2 separate regions of the Pan troglodytes genome follow, and region 1 is linked to region 2. The links are chromatin contacts, called in public Hi-C maps. All regions are on one chromosome and are shown on one strand. Each heading gives the region's core, a stretch centred on a gene start, on an enhancer-like site or on the middle of the called end of the contact. The rest is flanking DNA. Distances are from core to core; before and after follow the strand shown.

Region 1 (4,318 bases), core at 1,256-3,755, 180 kb after region 2:
TCCTCTTTATTGTTACTATTGACTATGCCTTTCTAGCAGGGGATGTGGTAAGAGGAGAGCCTCAAGTTTGCTTCACCTGGTGCCCAGACATGGGTGGTGGTTGATAGACCAATTCCAAAAATGAATAAACTGATAACTGGGCCTGGTTTCATTTCCTTCTTGCTCTCTGGGCGGGCTTCCAAAGTTGGAAAAAAGAGGGAGGTCTCCTGAAATGGATAAAGATTTGGATGCTGGTTGGGAAGTAGTGATAGTAATCCCTTCTCTAATGCTAGGTGGTTGTAGAGTCCAACCCTGAACAAGGAATGTGAGGCAGAGACTCCACAGTCCTCATTTCTGCTGGTATTTCTACACCACCTCCATTGGGAACCTATTCTGTAAGCATCCCTGTCCCTATTTCAGAAATGGGGAAAGGGAACCTCTGTGGGTAATGCTTCTGAACCAGGTTTTCACAGCCTTTGAGAGGTAGAGATGGGATTTGAACCGTAACTTCAGTGACTTGATTGTGGTGAACAGGAGCAGGGCTGGGGACTGGCCATTCCTTGAGGCCAGGCCTGGCAGTGGGGCAGAGAGCAAGATCCCAACCCATGCCTTCTCCCACACCCCTGGTGGCTCCCCAGGTGGGCTTCACCAGGTGCCTGGCCTTACTAGAGATTCCTGTTTATGGTATGATCTCATCTGTGTGTTGGTCCCTGGCATGAATTACTTCAATATTTCATAACAAACAGGTCACGTCATCACCTTTAGTGCCTTAACCCTGGTAAGCTTGCTGGGGTGAACAGGGGCATGGGGGAGGAGGAGAACCTCTGGCCTTGCCAACCAAACTCCCAGCCTGATCAGTGGTTCTTAACCTGTTCTGTGTCCTGGTCACTCTGATCTGAAGGAAGATACGAACACTCTCTTCAAAAAATACACACACAGTGCAGAGCAATAGCAGACTTCAATCCTCATGTGAGGAACCCTTGCCCCAAACCACATACAAGGCCTGGGTTGGGTCTATCTTGGATTGTTTTTTAGGTGTGCTGTGCTGGCTTTAGAGACGACCATAAAGGGACATAAATCCCTGCTCTGTCACCTCTTACCTGTATAACCTCAGGCTAGGGACTTTGCCTCTCTTGAGCCCCAGTTTCTGCATCTGTAAAGGAAGCTGATTCTAAGGCAGCGGTTCTGAGGTCCTAGGCCCCACATTACACCATGAACTGCAGTAGAGCCAGGCATTGAGCTCAACGTCTTATACCCTTTTCTGCCACAGCATGTTGCCTCCTGTTTGCTCGGAAGTTTCAGTACCGTGGAAGGCTAAAAAGGGCTGCGGTGGTCATCTGCCGAGTGACCTTGAGCAAGCATTCCACCTCTCTGAGCCATGCTCCTTCTGTGCCCTGCTGCCTCCCAGGACAGAAGATAATGGTGGGAAAGTTCTTTGAAATGCATCACACACCTACGAGGTATTATTAAGCTAATTCCAAGGAAATTGCCTGTCAGGACTCCCAGGACTGAGTTGTTCAGGTGGCCAGGACAAAAGAAAGACCAGCATGCCAATTCATTAGTCATTAGAGAGTGAAAGCAATTTGGCCCTAGGTCAGAAAACTCCCAGAGAGGATAGTGTCTTCTGTCATAATCACCTATGGAAGTGCCTGCCAGGTTCCAGACTATTTTATCTTCATTTTTGTTCTAATCCTCACAAACCACCGTGATGGGTAACATTCCCTGGTTTATAGAAAAAAGACTCAGGCTGAATAACTTGATCACCCAGCAAGAAAGTGGCACACAGCAAGAAACAGGTCACACAGCAAGAAAGTAGCAGAGCAGGGTTTAGGAACCCCAGCTTCCTCTAGCTTCAAAGCTCATGTTCTTGCCTTCTCTTCAGATTGGCTCTTTTCCCTCGCCATTCCCAAAACCTGGCACATGCTTGGTCCCCAGGGGGTGCTTGTCCCAGGGAGCGCTTGTCCCAGGGAGTGCTTGTGGAATGAAAGACCTAGGACTCCCCCTCATCTGTGAAAGGGGGATGTCGGTACCTCCTTTCCATGTGTGTTGTTCGGATAAACTATAAGGCGCATAAAGTATCCACAAGGCTTCCTTAACTACAAGATTCACTGCTGAGTGTCTTGTGCAAATTGTCGCATGCGATCGGATTCAGAGCTGATCGCATCGGCTGTGAAATACAGACATTTGGGAGGTGTCTTTATTTTGTAAATAAACTAGCTCAGAACAGGCGAAGTAACTTGCCGGTGGCCACACGGCTTCTAAGTAACAAAACCAGAATTCAAATTCATGTCTGTGACACCAGAAATGGTGCCCTTTTCAGAAAGCCAGTTATAGCTCTCTAGCTGTGGACGCGCCGGACAACCTTCAATTATCTGTCTTCCCGGCCTCATCACCCCTCGTGGCCACCACTCTTCCCCATGCCCCAGGCTAAACCTGAGAACCTCCTGCCGCGCTCTTTCCCGCAGCGCTGCTTCCAAGGGCTCCCCTCTGCCCACTTCCAGACCTCCCCGGAGACAGCCGCTCCCCACCGGCGGCGCTGCGGCGCCCGAGCTGGGGCAGAGCCTCGGCCCACGTGGCCTGGAGCCCGGCAGGGCGGAGCCGAGCCGGCCCCGCCTCCTCCCCGCCCCGCCCCTCCCGGCGCCCCACGCTCCCCCCGCGGGCCCTGGGGGCCGCTCGCAGGTGTTCGCTGGCGCCCGGATGTCTGAGCTCTGGCTCCGTTCTGGCTCCGGCTCCCTCCGCAGCCTGCGGGCGGGGCTCGCAGCCCATCCGGAGCCTCGCGGCGCCCCCGCCGCTCTGCCAGCAGCGCGGCCTCCCAGTTCCCAGCGTCGCGGCCTGGGGGGCCCCCCACCCAGCGGAGTCGCTGACCCCACTCCTCTCCCGCTGCCCCCAGCTGCGCTCGGGCCGCTGCAGCCTCGGCGCACCCCCACCCGCTTCCTGCCCCGGCCGCGAGGCCGCCCTGGATCGCACCCGGTTCCTTCCTTCCTTCGTTCTTTCAGGCAATTCGCATTCCTCGAGCGCCTGCGACGTGCCCTGCACAGGGCCTTCCCGGCCTTCCGAGTGTGGCCCCAGGCCCGCTGGGCTCCTCCGGGAAGCCTCTGCCCTCTCGAAGTCCTTCCCCACCTCCGCCCCTCTGTTCCATGAGGTGCTTCGCTGAGAGTCGAGCAATTTAATTGTTCTCTGATTAGTTCTCCTCTTAGGGGTCAGTCAGTGGCAAGGTCACGGAGTCTCTTTGTGGCTGAGATCAGGGGTCAGAGCGTGGCCGGATTTGGGGTTTCGCCAGCCTGGGGCAGGCTTTAGGGATAAATGTGGGTAGTCAGGCTGTGGGGGTCCGTCTGTGGGCAGTGTCAAAAGCCAAGGTTAGTGAGTCCGTGTTTGGGTAGGGTCGGTGGGCAGTCGGGATCAGGGTAGTGAGACACCTTGAGACCGGGACTCGGGGGTTGCCTTTGACAAACCAGATTAAGGAGGGAGGAGTTCTCTGAAGTCCCCTGAACTCATATTCACCTCTCGCCGTGGCTGGGGGCTGACCATAGGCGCCCCCCCGCCTCCGCCTTCTGAGCTGTGGAGCTGTGCTTCCATCGGGGGACGCCTCTCCTCACTGCTACCCTGCTTCTACTTTGTGCCCGATGCTGCAGGCAGAAGCTCTCACCAGGCCAGATTTGTCAAAGGGAGCCTGGGCTTAGAGTGAGGGTGGCCAGGGTAGGGAGGCCTTAGGCTTCCTGGGGACCCCTACCCTGAAGCCACCCAGGAAAACAGATGTTCTTCCTTGCTGTTTAAGTCATTTGTTGTAATTCTGAAGCTTGTCAGGGATGGAAGGGCGGGCCCTTAGAGGTCACAAATGTAGCCCAGAGAGGGTCAGGAACCTGCTCAGGGACACACAGCAAGTTAGTGTTCACGTCGGGATTGGAACACCAGCCTCCCACTTTACTATCCAGGGCTTTTTTCGTGATGCTCTCCCTACCCTGAGTAAGGGTTGTTTTTCCCACTATAGAGATGGGGCAGCAGAAGCCTGGAGAGGCCGAGAGACTGCCTCTTAGCTTGAGGATCTGCAAAAATGAAGTCAGGGAAGGGTGACTTCCCAAAGCATTGTCTCATGGCATTGCCCACCTAGCCCCCTCCCTGCCACCCTCGTTAGGAGCAAATAGAACAAGGGTGGCCAAGCATCGAGATGAGGCAGGGAGGGAGAGAACACTGTTAAGAACTGCTGGGGAAAAGCTTAGCTGGGCTCTTATGGAAACATATGGAACTCATTACCCGGAGTTGAGGTGGTCGCTGGCCAGCTGGCAGTTGGTCCCTTTGGGGCTAAAAATGTGCCTTGTGTGGCAATGAGGGTACCCAAGGC
Region 2 (3,974 bases), core at 1,408-3,907:
AACCTGTAGGAGCTTGTTAGGTTACCAGAAGGTTGAGAGGAACAAGGCCAACATGACAGCTTGCAATTTTCCCTCTGCAGTTAACTCATATCTGAATGCCAACTATTATGCCCTTTGCAAAAATGATCTCCCAACATTTTCTCATCTTCATGATGCTCACTTCACAAAGCAAAGCTAGAAGTTCAGGGTGATTTTCTATCTAGAAAGAGCCCAAATCCTCAAAAAAAAAAAAAAATCATTAATAGTTCAACTAGGTTGAGGTGGAATAAGCCTTTTCCTAATTTTGTATTTCATGCAAATCAACTAATAGAAAATCTACTTCCAAATCTAAATTCTAGTTAAAAAAAAAAATGACTGTAGACACTACATAGAACATTTTTTATCTGACAGAAATAAAGAACAAATAGTGGGTAGTTATTATATGGCATTGCTTTAAGGTATCAAACGTCAGTCACAGATCTTACAGTGTTCAGGAAAACAAACTAGTACTAAAAAATAATGACCATTTATTAGATGTCCACAAGCGGTTACTGTAAAAAGAAACTTGTAAGTATGCCTGACCACTAGGTACGGTACTGAAGCTGCAACAGAAAACATGGCACAATGAAAGCATTTTAAGTTTTCCCAGATTTGTAACTAAAATGGCTTCCTGAAGAAGTGAATCTTCGAGCTAGGTATGAACGAAGAGCCTTAAAAAGTGGTCTGATGGTGAGAGGCTGTGTACGGCCTTTGGAATTGCAGAAACCCTACCTCCAACAGGCTAGAACAAGGTAAAGAGAAAGTGGCTCTTCAAGAAAAAAAAACCCCAAAGAATGACGATTGGTTTTCTGAGCACTGACTTTCAGCACCTTAGCCTTTCAGGTTAGTCCTAGGAAGCAGCAGGTGAGGAAGAGGCTCAGCAGAGCAGTTCCCCCACGGCCCTAGCGCTCCCTCCACGACTTCCTTTTCCACCAGGACTGAGCTCCAACTCCTAGAACTGCCCGCCCCGGCCAGAATGATGACGGAGAATGCCAAACACGTAAGTGCTTTTTCATCGTTGTATTTCCACTTAAAAAATCCTGACAGCTGAGTTCAAGACCAGCCTGGCCAAGAAGGTGAAACCCTGTCTCTACTAAAAATACAAAAATTAGCCAGGCGTGGTGGCGGGCGCCTACAATACCAGCTACTCGGGAGGCTGAGGCAGACAATTGCCTGAACCCGGGAGACGGAGGTTGCAGTGAGCCGAGATCGCGCCACTGCACTCCGGCCTGGGCGACCAGAGCAAGACTCGCCTCAAAAAAAAAAGAGAAAAAAAAAATCCTGACAACCACCAGACTGTCTCCTGGAGACCAGAGAAGTGAGTGACAGAAAGATGAAAAGGTACAAGAACGCGTTAAACTTAATGTTCAGTTTGTACAATAAACAACAAAAACTAGTTAACTACAATTAAAAATGGTTGTCCCTCACTCGAACAACGAGAAACGGTAGCTCTTACCTTCCTATTAATGGCCAAAAGGAAACCTAGCTGCGACTTCCAACCCCGGGCCCCCGCCTCTTTTTCAATTCCAACCTAAGTTTTCAGGAGTATGCTTAGGTGACGCGAGGCTTTATTCTGTTTTGAAAGGGATTCACTGAGAAAGCGAAAAGTCCACGCTCTGATATCCAGCCGGAGAGTAGTAACCGCGTCTCCGAGAGGCGCGGACCACACCGCGAGTCCAGGCTCCGCAGCATTCGGGCGCCCGTCTTCTCCTCCCAGCGAACACGCACCCGCCGGGGAGTCCGCGCCGCTCCGCGGGGCGCCGGGCACCAGCGCAGGCACCGGGAGGCCAACGAGGCGGCGGCCAGCGCCCTCCCGCCCCGGGCACGCTCTCCCGCAGGAAACAGCTGGCTCGGGACGCCACGGAGCGCCTCTGGGAGGAAGCGCTAGGCACGCGGTGTCCGCACCGGGCGCGCCCCCATCCCGGGCCCGTGAGGGAGGGGGAGTGGCCGGGGCCCCGCGTCCCGACGCCCGACGCACAGGGTCCCAACGCGCGGGCAGCGGTCAATGGCCGCGAACTTCACGACCCCAGCCCCGCGGGGCCTGGCTCAGGGTCCCAGCCCCCGAACCCCGCCGCGCTCGGGCCGCGACCGTTACGGGGCCCTCACCGACCCAACGCCCATCCCGCTACGCGCCGCCCCCTCGCTCACCTTCTTAGGGTCCGGGTTCGCGGCCAGGCGCGCCTGCAGCTTCTCCACAACTTGGAGCGCCGACTCCGCCGCCATCGCTGTCACTGGCGCGGCCTCCTCGCCGGAACTGGGCTCGCGTCGCGTCCTCGGGCCGCAGCTCCGCCCTCCGTGCATCCCCGGCGGAGACGGAAGCGCGCCTGGCCCCTTCCGGGCCTCGGCTCGGGTGTGTGGGGGGCGGCGGGCTGCAGGCTCCGCCCCCAGGGCCCGCTCCCCAGCGCCCACCCGGCGGCCGCGCACTCCTCGCGCCCCGGGCCCAAGTGTGCGCGCTGGGGACTGGGGACTGCTCGGGCCGTACGCGCCTCCGCCGCCTGCACCCCCGCTCCCGGTGCTCGCGTGCTGAGCCCAAGCCTGGAAGACCTCTCCAGGGTCTACTTCAAGACGGAATGAGGCCACCGCGCCAGACCCTGGCCTTATAAATGCCAATGCTTTCTCCCGCCTGGGGCTTAGCCACGCCCTAATCAACACCCTGTCAGGGGTCCCGGGCTGGTGCCCAGGACTAGGAGTCCGCAGGCACCCGCGGTAGCAGCCACCCTAGGCTGAGCACACGATGCGTCAGTAGTTAGACTATCTTTTCCAGCCTCAGTACAACCTGATGAAACGAGTTTCATGATCTTCATTTTACAAATGAGGAAACTGAGGTTCAGGGAGACCAAATTAACTTGCAGATGGCCGCAGGACAGGAAAGAACTGAAAATGGAACCTGAATCTAAGATGTCTAGGACCATTGTGAGCGCACATTTCTGAACAGGTCGAGGAATTGAGGCCCAGAGAAAGGGATTTTTCAAAATCCAAACAGCTTAGTTCCTTCCATGAGGCAATAATAGCCCATGTGTCTTGTTTTCCCCACAGTGTCTGGCACATAGGCACTAAATAAATACTTATCGAATGAATGTATAGATAGATATTTCCTCTGATGACCTGCCAATGAGCCGTAGGGCTTGATCAGAAGAGCCCAAGATACTATTCTTCAGGCCGTCTACTCTCATCCTAAAAGCACTAAGTTTTACCATTACTAATACTACTACTAAAAAGAGCAACTAAATAGTTGCAAACTCACTTAAAGTACCAGCACTGATTACATCTCATTTGATCAGATCAAAGTAGAACCTAATCAGATCTTCAGCAGCAAATTGGCAATGCACCTAGCCTGATCTCTCCCTCAAAGCAGGAAAGCCCAGAGATTCTTCCAGATTCTAGCTCTGGAAGAAAGAAAAACACCTTAAACACAAGTTGTTTCTTCAAATGAGCATTCATTCACTCACTATGCTGAAAAGCCCTCTCTACCATGTCCCTACTCCTCCATTTGGCGCCCCTCCCCCAGTTCCCTAAGCAACTGACCACATTTTCAGGGTGTAAATGGTCAGTTTATTTATCTGTCTTGCCACTGGGCTGTTTATTTATCAAGTACAGTAACTGACCTGTCCAACTTTGAATCTCTGCCACCTAGCATCATCTAGACCTTATAATCAGCATTGGATATAAAGTCCATACAAGACTAATGACCATCCACTTGGTGCCCTAAGGCTCAACTGAGGGATGTTGTAGAAAAGGCATTGAACTGGGTGTGAGAAAACTTCGATTCTAGTCCCAGCAGTAGCGTCTCCCTCCTCTGCGTAGCAAATACTTTTACATTTTATATTGCTTCCATTTTGAAAATGTACCACTGGTGTAATGGAATACAGACTGATTCTTGAAGCAGAATTGCTGAGTAATTGGCCTGGCACATACTCGGGACACATGAAACATTCTGCAGATGTTATCCAGAGAGA

Evidence for each region. A called contact is a pair of places that touch in the nucleus more often than the background predicts.
Region 1: a Hi-C map of induced pluripotent stem cells shows a contact between it and region 2, with 1.7 times the contacts expected there. The contact joins the enhancer-like site here to the promoter of ELOA in region 2. A contact is called at or near these places in 2 of 7 Hi-C or Micro-C datasets (induced pluripotent stem cells and stem cell-derived neural progenitor cells) and 1 of 1 datasets of contacts at active chromatin or transcription factors (stem cell-derived excitatory neurons).

The regions. Positions count from the first base shown.
Region 1 is chr1:207,458,811-207,463,128 of NHGRI_mPanTro3-v2.0_pri, forward strand. All of the region lies in intron 2 of LOC134809315 (a long non-coding RNA gene), which reads right to left. Among named protein-coding and RNA genes, the nearest start is that of ID3, 6.6 kb to the left of the region's middle. Within about 2 kb of position 2,506, at least 20 of the 24 cell types and tissues checked have an H3K27ac peak or open chromatin away from gene starts, as enhancers often do. A contact at or near this core is called in induced pluripotent stem cells, stem cell-derived excitatory neurons and stem cell-derived neural progenitor cells, where this site is marked.
Region 2 is chr1:207,275,839-207,279,812 of NHGRI_mPanTro3-v2.0_pri, forward strand. It overlaps ELOA (elongin A), which reads right to left and starts at 2,658. Exons shown (of 11, transcript XM_016956263.4): 1 at 2,167-2,658. The coding sequence starts at 2,319.